Regions from separate parts of the Zea mays genome. Here all the other regions are linked to region 1. Evidence: chromatin contacts called from public Hi-C data. All regions are on one chromosome and are shown on one strand. The core of a region is the stretch at or near the end of the contact, and the rest is flanking DNA. Distances in the headings are between cores, read along the strand shown. Region 1 holds the start of LOC100191179. Region 2 holds the start of LOC100281689 (gibberellin receptor GID1L2). Region 3 holds the start of LOC100282789 (IWS1 C-terminus family protein). Region 4 holds the start of LOC103634825 (factor of DNA methylation 1).

Evidence for each region. A called contact is a pair of places that touch in the nucleus more often than the background predicts.
Region 2: a Hi-C map of endosperm shows a contact between it and region 1, with 2.3 times the contacts expected there. The contact joins the promoter of LOC100281689 here to the promoter of LOC100191179 in region 1. A contact is called at or near these places in 2 of 25 Hi-C or Micro-C datasets (endosperm and leaf).
Region 3: a contact with region 1 is called in a Hi-C map of ear, with 2.4 times the contacts expected there. The contact joins the promoter of LOC100282789 here to the promoter of LOC100191179 in region 1. A contact is called at or near these places in 2 of 25 Hi-C or Micro-C datasets (ear and leaf).
Region 4: a Hi-C map of leaf shows a contact between it and region 1, with 8 times the contacts expected there. The contact joins the promoter of LOC103634825 here to the promoter of LOC100191179 in region 1. A contact is called at or near these places in 2 of 25 Hi-C or Micro-C datasets (leaf and tassel).

What each region holds. Positions count from the first base shown.
Region 1 is chr8:15,035,970-15,038,555 of Zm-B73-REFERENCE-NAM-5.0, forward strand. It overlaps LOC100191179, which reads right to left and starts at 1,277. Exons shown (of 4, transcript NM_001136614.1): 1 at 1,024-1,277; 2 at 817-856. The coding sequence starts at 1,092. LOC118473080 (a long non-coding RNA gene) reads left to right here and starts at 1,672. Exons shown (of 3, transcript XR_004851892.1): 1 at 1,672-2,454.
Region 2 is chr8:15,385,024-15,387,609 of Zm-B73-REFERENCE-NAM-5.0, forward strand. LOC100281689 (gibberellin receptor GID1L2) reads right to left here and starts at 1,289. Exons shown (of 1, transcript NM_001154609.2): 1 at 1-1,289. The coding sequence starts at 1,166. The coding sequence ends at 171. LOC103634834 (probable carboxylesterase 15) reads right to left here. Exons shown (of 1, transcript XM_008657424.3): 1 at 1,785-2,586. The coding sequence ends at 1,904.
Region 3 is chr8:14,714,694-14,717,279 of Zm-B73-REFERENCE-NAM-5.0, forward strand. LOC100282789 (IWS1 C-terminus family protein) reads left to right here and starts at 1,275. Exons shown (of 11, transcript NM_001155695.1): 1 at 1,275-1,391; 2 at 1,488-1,998. The coding sequence starts at 1,381.
Region 4 is chr8:14,777,051-14,779,636 of Zm-B73-REFERENCE-NAM-5.0, forward strand. It overlaps LOC103634825 (factor of DNA methylation 1), which reads right to left and starts at 1,291. Exons shown (of 7, transcript XM_008657410.3): 1 at 925-1,291; 2 at 1-808. The coding sequence starts at 769.

The DNA.
Region 1 (2,586 bases), core at 27-2,526:
GCTCAACTATCTTCCTGTTCCCATCTAAATAAATTATCCCTTGATATATTTTTTTCACAGATCATGTCAGATAAATGTATTTTGACAAAAAGGAAATAAAAAAACACAAAGGGTGTGAGTTGATGCTGATGGCCAACTCCTTCCTACCTAAACAGATCCTAACGACCTGCAGCACTGAAACCCCAAAATAAATCCCTGCCAAACAGGGCAAACAAGGAGGGCAAGCAATCAAAACGAACCCAGGTTGACTAGAGTCATTGACATGTGGTCATATGGACCGAATTGCAAACACTAGATACTGCTGCAGCCTAGAGGATAAAAAACACACAAATTGCATACCACACCCAAAGGCACTAGTCGTGGCCTTTTAGCACATACATGGAATTCAGGAGAGCAAGATAAACCTGCGACATCACACAAGCATGGGCTGCACTGCAGTTTCATACTGGCCACGCAAGCACTAAAGTTCAGGATTTGCTAGCAAAGTTTGCAGCTACAATTCTCAGGACAAGACGTATAGAAAAGAGGCAATCAAACAGCTCTGTTAGGCGTTAGCAAAGCAGCGCCGAAATGTTTGCAAAGGTCGTTTACTGGTGCAAATGAAAGATAAAAGCGGCCCACAGATTCCCGCTTGCTGAATGACTCTCGCACACCGCACGCTGTAAACACCCCCCGTGTTCGGTCCTTAACTCCAGAACACACGCGTGTTTCTTTGTTGGTTGGTTGCTGCAAGGCATGGATGAATGGAATACGGAAACTGCTGGGTAGTAGAAGCAAGTGCCGAAATGTAAGCAAGCAGGGAGGGAGTCCACTTACTCCTGGCATGGATGGCCTCCTGCAGGTCCGCGACCTTGGCCTGTAAAAAGGAACCCACGAATGAATATGAATCCAAGGTGAAACCTCTACGAGAGATCTCGAACCCCAGAGGAGAACCGAGCCTCCCCCGACGGCAATAAACCCAGCCCCCCGGAGCGAATCAAGAGGCGGCGGGCTGGCGAGCGGGCGGGAGGGAGCACAACGTACCGAGTCCTTGAGGTCGATGCCGCCCTTGACGACCTCCCGGCCGCTCCGGGACACGACCGTGACCTTCATCCTCCCGCCGACGGGAAGCCGCGGCAGCGAGGCGGCAGAGCGGGGAGAGAGACGACTAGATCGTCGAGTGGCTGCCTGCTGCCTGCGGCCGTGGATGCGGGGGAGAGGAGAGGAGAGGAGAGGAGACGGGGGCGGCGAGGGAGTGGACGGGCGGAGGCGGCGTATTTGATCCCGCGGCGGGGCGGGGGAGGGCAGCGTGCAGGTGGGGGGCGTTGGACCCACACCCACCGGAGTTATGTGGCTCAGCATCTTGATGTGGACCGTGTCCACGGCGCCCCACACTCTGAGCAGCAGCAGCATGGACAGCTGAGTAAAGAGGGCCTGCGCTGCGCAGCGTGATCTGGCCGCAGTTGGTTGGGGAGTAGCGCGGGCGGCCCAACGGCCCCCCAACGGTGAGCGACCTCCGTTCAGCTCGGCGGCTGACCCGACGATCATCCCGGGGCAGGGCCCACGGACGGACACGCTCTTGCCGTGCCGCTTCGTCGACCACAGCAGCGGCACCAGCATCAGGTAGAATTGTAGTAACATTCTTATCCTAAAACACACATTTTTCTTTGGAGAAGTAGCGATTTGTACTTAATGCTAGCAGTAGCCTTTAGATGATAGGCTGGTTGGCATTGGAGTACACGAGACAAGAACGAAGAAGAGGAGCATCCAAAGCTCATGGCAACTAAAACCGTCAAGAAGATCACTGGTTCGCTTGGATTTAAGTCGTAATGGATTCTATTGCTGTTATAGTGTTTTTATCTCTATAAATTACAAAAGTTGTAGCAGTCCAAATAGTTATCTTTAATCCAAAGCGAATAACACATTTCATAGTGATAAATGCAGGAGGTTGCAATTACAGAGATGGCTGAATTGGATAGCGGTAGCGGACTTCTCAATGTTTCTACGAGTGATGTTATCATCTGACCGGTTAAATTAATTAGTGTAGTTAAGGGGTAGAGGCGACCGACTTGGGGGTGTAACTCTTCTTGGCATATACTGTACTGTATGTCAGTATGTGTCACGATTATGTTCACTGTGGTTTTGTTCCATATAAGATGTAGGCACTAGTACATTTCTGTCGTTAGGAAAAAAAAAGGGAGCCCAAAACCCATGTGATGTTGACGGTGCACCCAAGTGCCCCTTTAATGCAGATCTCATAGTCTAAATTTTGATCACCTCTGTCTAGGCAGTTTGGGATATGCTCTGTTTCAGGATCCTTTTGCCTCAACGTTAGTCATCTTGCAATTGCAAAGCACTTATTCTGCCCTTGCTATCCTCAAGAATCAAGATTATTGGCTACGATCTACCAAATATTGACTGCAAGACACTTCTCTATTCTCTTTCAAAAAAAAGGCTCCAACAACCAGATGGAAGGTAGGCATTTATTATTCCCATATCATATCATGGTCATTAGGCTTGTAAATTGGCTCTCGAAGTATCTCTACTTCACATCTGCAGACCTGCTTACAATTCATGGAAAATGTTTACAGTATAATACTGTGTCCT
Region 2 (2,586 bases), core at 39-2,538, 350 kb after region 1:
CGGATGCAAATAATTTTTTTTTCCAACAACCAGACCACCAACCGGGAACTTAGGGTAAACAACGACAGCGGCTTGATGAATGAAAAACACAAACGAAAAGGCGACCAGACGCCAAACTCGACGAGGACGACTCCTCTACCATAAGGTCAGGCCGCAGCACCGGTCACTTCTCACTTCCGGTGTAGAAACCGCTTCAAGATCTGCATCAGCTCCTCGTTCGCCTGGCCCCACCTAAGGACCGAGAAGCCGTGCTGCTCCCCCGGGAACTCGGCGAGCTCCACGTCCTTGCCCATCTCCCTGAGCCTCGCCGCGTAGAGCAGGACGCGGTCGCGGAGCACGTCGACCCCGGGCGCCTCGACGAGCACGGGCGGCAGCGCCACGGGCTCCAGGCCGGGGCTGCCGGGGCCGAACGGGTTGGCCAGCGGGTGGTCCATGCTCGCCCCGACCGGGAGCGCCATGCGCCAGAGCTGGTCGGACATGGCGACCGTCAGCGAGACGCCGTCCGGCGGGGCCGACTCGGTCGCCGTGCGCTCGACGCCGCCGAGGAACAGGGACAGGAGGACGAGCCCCGCGAGGCGCGCCGGCGCCAGGTCGACCTGCCCCGAGCCGGCCCGGACCGCGAGGTGGTGGGCCAGGTTGGCGCCGGCGGAGACGCCCGACAGGAACGTCCGCGCGAAGTCGGCCGACTCCGCGAGCCACTGCTCGACGCCGGCGCCGGCGCCGCCCGCGCCGGCGAGCGCCGCTTGCCCGCGCAGCCAGGCCAGGAACGTCGCGCCGTCCTCGATCGCCGCCGGGAGGCGGTGCTCGGGGGCGAGCCGGTACTGCACGGAGAGGACGAGCGCGGGGAGGTCGGCCGCGAGGCGTCGGCGCAGGTAGTCGGCCCCGCCGAGCTCGTCGTAGGAGCCGACGCAGTAGCCGCCTCCGTGGAAGTGCACCAGCACCGGGAGCTTGCTGTCCCCGGCGTCCGCCGTTGGCCTGTACACGCGGACCTTGAGGCCGCGCGCCGCGTCGTACACGGCGTCCTTCCACTGAACCCCCGGGACGTCCGGGAAGGGCTTCGGCGGCAGCAGCGCCGCCTCGTCGCCGCGGACGACGGTGCCGTCGCTAAGGAGCTGGATGGCCCCGAAGAAGTCCTCCACGACGTGCGGCGCTGTGTCGCCGGACATGTTGGTTGGTTGGTTGGTTGGTTGGTGGTGATCGTCACGAGCTCACGATTGGCTTTGGATCTAGGTGGTTGTGTGGATGAACTGAAGAGGAAGAGTGAGGTGAAATCCAAGGTCCTCGCTGTTTGTCTACTGGCGCACTCGCATTATCTTTATGGATTCGGATCCGCGTCATCGCGCGGCGCAGAGGCATGTGGACATGTTAGTGGGCAGTGCGTTGACCGCCTCATTTGGGCTTCTTTTTGCTTTACCATAATGAGGTTTTATATGGGCCGATGTTAGATTAGGTTGGGCCAGTACGCGTGGGCCAGAAAATAAGCTTAACATTCCAGGCCATCTTGCGGAATGTTTATTTGATGGTGGCACCGTCGCATAAAGCCAAGTGAAAAAAACTCTATGGCGGTTATTCATTCGACTACAGACGCTGAGACGCAGACGGTGTCCAAATCCAAACTTGCCATGCTCTATACTCCTACATAGACCATGTGATTGATTACCTGTACTGTCTGTTCTTACAAAGTAAATTGTTTTAAGATCATTTAGCTGCACCCACATATATGCGAACCTGCACGTAGGCCGGTAGACAAACAACCATCCAATCATGTGCAGAGAGAATCAAGCGAAGTAAGGTTTCAAGAACCAGACGTTTTTATTAAACTAACTGACCAAACACCATTTCACTTTAAAAAAAAACCAAAGTGACCAAACAGCAAACGCCAGCTTATTCTGCACTAGTAGTTTCACTCCACGCCGTTCTCTGTGTAAACAAAGCGCCGCACGACTCGGATGAGTTCGTCGGTGCCCTCGCTCCAAGGCTGGCGGGAGAAGAAGGCGTGCTCCTGCCCCTCCAAGACGTAGACCTCCACGGGCTTCCCCATCTCCCGGAGCCTCGCCGCGTAGCGCAGCACGCGCTCGTGGAGGAAGTCGCGGCCGGCGGACACCACGAGCACCCGTGGGAACGCCACGGGGCCTAGCGCGCGGCTGTCGGGGCCGAACGGGTTCGTGGCGGGGTGGTCCATGGTCGCGCCGGCCGGGAGCGACAGGCGCCACATCTTGTCGGCCATTTCGGGCGTGAACGGCGCACCGGGCGGCGGCGAGGCCTCCTCGGCCGCGGTGCGCACGGCCCCGCCGAAGAACGGCGTCAGCAGGAGGTACCCGGCGACGCGCAGCGGCGCGAGGGCGAGGGCGAGCTGGCCGCCGGACGACCCGTGCCTCACCGCGACGTGGTGCGACATGTTGGCGCCGGACGACTCGCCGGCGACGAACACGCGGGTGAAGTCGGCCGACTCGGCGAGCCACGGATGGCGCTGCTCGCGTAGCCAGGACAGGGCGGCCGCGGCGTCGTCGATGGCGGCGGGGAGGCGGTGCTCGGGCCCGAGGCGGTAGTCGGCGGAGATCACGACGGCGGGCAGCTCCGACGCGA
Region 3 (2,586 bases), core at 25-2,524, 320 kb before region 1:
TCGTAATGTGGGCGCGAGCAGACCGCTGTCAAGCGGGCCCCACGGTCAGGCGCACGCTACTTCCTGGTTGGGCCGCGCGGCTGGCTTCATCTGGTGGGCCAAAAGATGAGGTATGGGCCCAGGTAAGCTTTCTTTTTTTTTCTTTTGATTTTATTTTCTGTTTTCATTTGTTCTTAATTATTTTAAATCCAGATTTAGAATTCAAACTGAAGTGCAAATTTAAATTCATACTAACTATGCAATTTGGTCATATCATCATGTGATGAAGTTATTTAATAATATTATTTTGTATTGTATCATCTTTCTTTCTTCCCTCCTTTCCTACCTTCATTTTCTTGGTTTTCAAAATTCATTCCTCACATTCATTGCTCAAGCATAAGTTGAGATGTTAGAATTTACTATTTCATTTCTTCATATATTTATTTTATTATTTTTTTTTCTTATACAGATTTTGGGTCTTACAAAAATGAACTGTGAAGAAACTCGGGGTTCAATAATGACAAAGATCAGATTTAAACAGCACACCAGAAATGTGAATATGACCACTGGGAAAACATCACATGTTATCTGGCATCTCACATGCAAGAAGCAAAGCTATTTACTTTTGCTTAGTAAACTGCATTGCTTTGGAGTCACTTGTGTTGGAGTATCTTTGGAAAGTTGTTGTCCTTACTCAGAGGAGTATCCATTCCACTTAATTCTTATGAGAAATATAATGCAAGATCCAAGGGAGAGTTGACAAGTACTAACGATCTGGGACTTTGGGCCATGGTTATAAATGAGCAGTGCAAAAGAACCGGCACTTATCTATATTAGTAGAGATAGATATATTTACTTTTACCATCAATTGTGTTGTGATAGCTATTTTCTGCCAATATGTATGATAGGATGTGTTATGCGTGAGTTGATATATGTTAGCTGAATTGGCAAAACACTTGATATATGTTAAAATATGTTGACCCTAATGATCCTACCAAGATCTTCCTTTGGTATAATATATGTTTCATATAATTTTTTTTATTCCCGTCGCAACGCACGGGCACTCACCTAATGGAGTTATAAGACTAGTGATTAGTCGCTAAAATTTTGTCACCAAGCGGCTCGCACGGACATAGCCAGTCAACCAGGGCATTTTATCAGCACCCGATCAGGTTCGAGGAGAATTCTTGCGTGTCCGACGGGCCGAAAAGCCCAAAAATTACAGCCCATCTATATTTTACGCCTTTGCGTCGCCCCCAATCCTTTTCCTCCCCGTCGCGGCGTCGCCGGCTCCCACGGTCCACCGACGACTCTTCTTCCTCACCTCCTCCCGCTCCAGCTCCAGCTCGTCTCTCTCCTCGCCTCGCGTAGGGTTTCGCTTCCCGTCTCGCCGCCGTCAGCATGGGGGACAAGTAAGTATCTCTCCGCTCCGTGCCCCCTATTTCTCTCTGCCTCTCCTAGGGTTTCGACGCCTCACTTTGATTCCCTTCCTCGATCTACACTCCCAGCTACGATGACGAAGGCGAGCCGATCGTGAACCTCGACGAACGGGAACCCTCCCCTGAGCATCAGCCGTACGAAGACCTCGATGACGACCTCGACGGCGGCGGCGATTGGACCCGCGACCGCTCTCCGACCCCCGTCCACGGCGACGACGGCGGGGCAGGGTCCTCCTCCAAGCCCCGAAAGCGCCTTCTCAAGAAGGGCGGCGGTGGAGGCATGCCCGGCGATGACGGGCTGGATGACTTTGGGTTGGAGGACGAGGACGCGGACCCTTCGGCTGAGGCGAGGAAGAGGAAGGGCTCGTCGTCGCTGAGGGACCTCGCGAGGGGCGGGGCGGGCAGGGAGAAGAAGGCTAAGAAAATGCGGATGGAGGACGACGGGAGGGGGAGGGACACTGGGATGGTGAGGGATAGGCGGGGATCAGGAGGAAGGGACTCAGGCGGTAGGGATGACCAGGATGATGGGGAGAGGGAGATCCAGGAGCTCTGGGATACCATTGCTGGTGGTGAGTCAGAGGTAATTTTGACTGTGTGCAACTGTGCAATATGTTTGATTCAGCTCCTTTTCAATTCTAGCTAGTTGATTAATGCTTGGATGCCCCTTTTTACTGTACTACATATGTGCATTAGCTAGTTATACTTATACCTACTTTGAGCTTAATATTAAAGGTTTCTGGAAATTCAACCTCTATCAACTGCTTTTACTGATCACTTTATCTGTTGAAGGAGATTGCAATTATGCTTTGCCATGAAATATACTAGTTATCTTTTTTATCTGCCTAATGTTTTTGGAATTGTCGCTTAATTCTGGTAAGCTGTCGTGATTTGTTGAGCTTTTCTTGATGGTGAGTGACTGAGTCAACTTTCGGAGCTAGTTTGTTTATCAGTTTGTGTATTGGTGTGGTTAGTTCATCTGGTTGTAATTGGCATCCTTTAGTAATTAGTATTCAGATTACTTTTATGGGTGTTAGTAAGGTACGATGTTTGTAGCCAAGCCTCTTGAACCAGGATGTGTAGCATCTCCGGAGTTGTAGCGTTTTTAAAGGGTACTATGTAGGCTATTGACATGTCAAGTAGGACTGTTATATGCCTCTGGATTAGCTGC
Region 4 (2,586 bases), core at 41-2,540, 260 kb before region 1:
CTATACCATTATCTCTCATCTCAAATTCCTTCTTCCCTAGCTTATTGATGCTGAAATGGTTCTCCAGCGTAAGAGCGTCGCTGAATCCGCTCCAATCATTGGTAAACCTCACAACTGCAAAGGTTTCTGCGACTTCGACCTCATCGACAAACAAAGGCACAACCTCAACCGAACTAAACATGGCTACTCTACCAGCAAAGTCCTCAGTATTGAACCCTGCCCCAGCCGCAAGGACACAAGCCCACGGCCAAGAAAACCTCTCAACCTCCCGCGGCAGACCCACTTTCGCCGCCACAGAACTGGATCCAGCAGTATCTACATTAGCCTTGGCCTTCCCGTCGCCATTGGTACTGCCATCTCTATTAGCAGGGGTGGGTTTAATGGCACCTTGAATGCCAGTGATACCGACGAGGTCTTCCGCAAATGACGGCTCGGTGCGGACAAAGCGCGCGAAGGCGCGGTGGTTCGCGCGCTCGCGGCCGTGACGGCGGTGCTTGCTGGAGACGCCGATGCCGTCGGCGTGCTGGAGGAGGTCCTTTATCTTGTACCCCTGCTTCTTCTTGCCGGGGCAGAAGGGGCAGCGGAAGGTGCCGTCCGGGTTGCGCACCCGGTGCTTGCCGGACTTGAGGAGGCCAAACGACTCCTCCTCGTAGTCGCTCTCCGCATCCGAGTCGTCCTCGTCGGGGTCGTCGGAGCCGTCCTCCGCCGCGGCAGCCTCGGCCTCGGCCTCCTCGTAGGGGTCCACGTAGTCGTCCAGGTCAAGATCCATCCCCGCCCCGGAGCGCAGGGATTCAAGCAGATACGGTTCCTGTACGTACACAAGAACAGCCGTTCTTTGTCAGATCTTTCGAAGCAAAGAGGCGATATTTCTCCCAAATGTTCGTCGATCCAGGAATCTAAAAAGAGGAAATGGGAAGGACTCACCTTTTTTTCCCCCGAACTGGAGCACAGTCGCTGCAAGATGCAGTTGGGCGGAGAAAGCCCTGGCCAATATCGAGCCAGCGGCGATTTCGTGTTTTCTCGCACAGGATTGAATTCGACTACACCGCCATAGCTGGATCTATTGGTGGTATGGCGGAGTCGGAAGAGGCGAGAGTTCTACCCGAGGATTTAAGCGCAGGGCGTTCGATCCCCATTAGCACAGCACACTGGGGTTTAGGGGCGCACGTGAGAGAAGAAAAAGGCACTCAAGTACCCCGACCGCGTTGACAGACGGTTCCTAGGACCGGGATTCGAGGGCTCCTTCTGAATTTTTTCTTTCTGCCATTTTCAAGATGGTTTTGTCGTTTGCGTCGAGCTGAACAATCTTTACTATCATATCTACCCTGGTTACTAAAAAACTCAGATTTAGCAAATTATTAAATATAAAGAAATAAAAGTAATCTTATTCTCAATTCTTAGGTTATTAAATATTTTAAAATTATGTCATTCTCATATGTCCACATTTTCCTATTTCAACTATATTTCTTTTGCAGCAGCGTGTGTGACTCGCTTGTGGCCATCGGCTACAGCGTCTAGGCAGGGGATGCAGGATGTTGGCCGCTACTTGGATTACCGATTACGTATTCTGCTGCGACACACCAGTCATATTGGAACATCTGCAAAGGCGACTATAGCGTTGAGCTATATCAAGAAGATTATGTATATGATCGTGAAAAAAATGTTTTACATTATAGATCGTATTGTTTATAAAGTGGATTTTGAAATAAGATATGGTATGAATAATCTGTTGGAGATAGCTTTACCGGTAGCCAGAGGCTGGCCACTAGTTAGCACTTGGCACCATGGTGATCCTTGTGAGAGCTATATATCATTATAGTAGGAGGATTTAACTCTCTCTACAGTTAGGAGTTCCCCTCCCATATTTTGTTGGTTGTTTGCTTGATTTTGATCTAGGCTTCCTATTAATCAAGTATGCTTGATTGCTAGATCCGATCATTTGCTTCTTAGATTCTGACATGGATCTGGTCGGTTGCTTGCTAGATCCCACGATATTTCTTCAAGTATGGTTGATTCAAGTGTTGATGTGATAAATGGTTATGCTTGTGATCGGTTCCTTGGATCTATGCTTGCTTATTTATCCTCAGATATGTTATCTTGGTCCTTCATACCTCACTATGACGAATCTAATGTGTGTTGCTTGATTTCTACATGTTATTGAAAGTTGCCTAGAGGGGTGAATAGACAAGTTAAAGCTTTTTCAACAAAAACTAGAAGCAAACTGGGTAAAACTGAATTGATCTCGAAATTCACCCAGTTAACTTTGAAAATGAGATGTTCTAAATGATCCACAGGGTTCAAAGTAGTAGATCTGAGAAGGGCACTTCTCAAAATCCACACACCAAAAAGATATAAACAAATCTTTCACGGAATGGTGAGAGAACGAAGAACACAAATAAGCACAATGAACAAGAACACAAGAGACACAAGATTTATCCCGAGGTTCGATCACACCACCAAGGTGCCCTACTTCCTCGTTGAGGCGTCCACAAAGAGTCGGGTCTCTTTCAACCCTAATCCTCCCTTTGCCGACCACAAAGGTCAAGCTCACACACTAATCTTTGCTCAAACGAGTGGGTAATACAA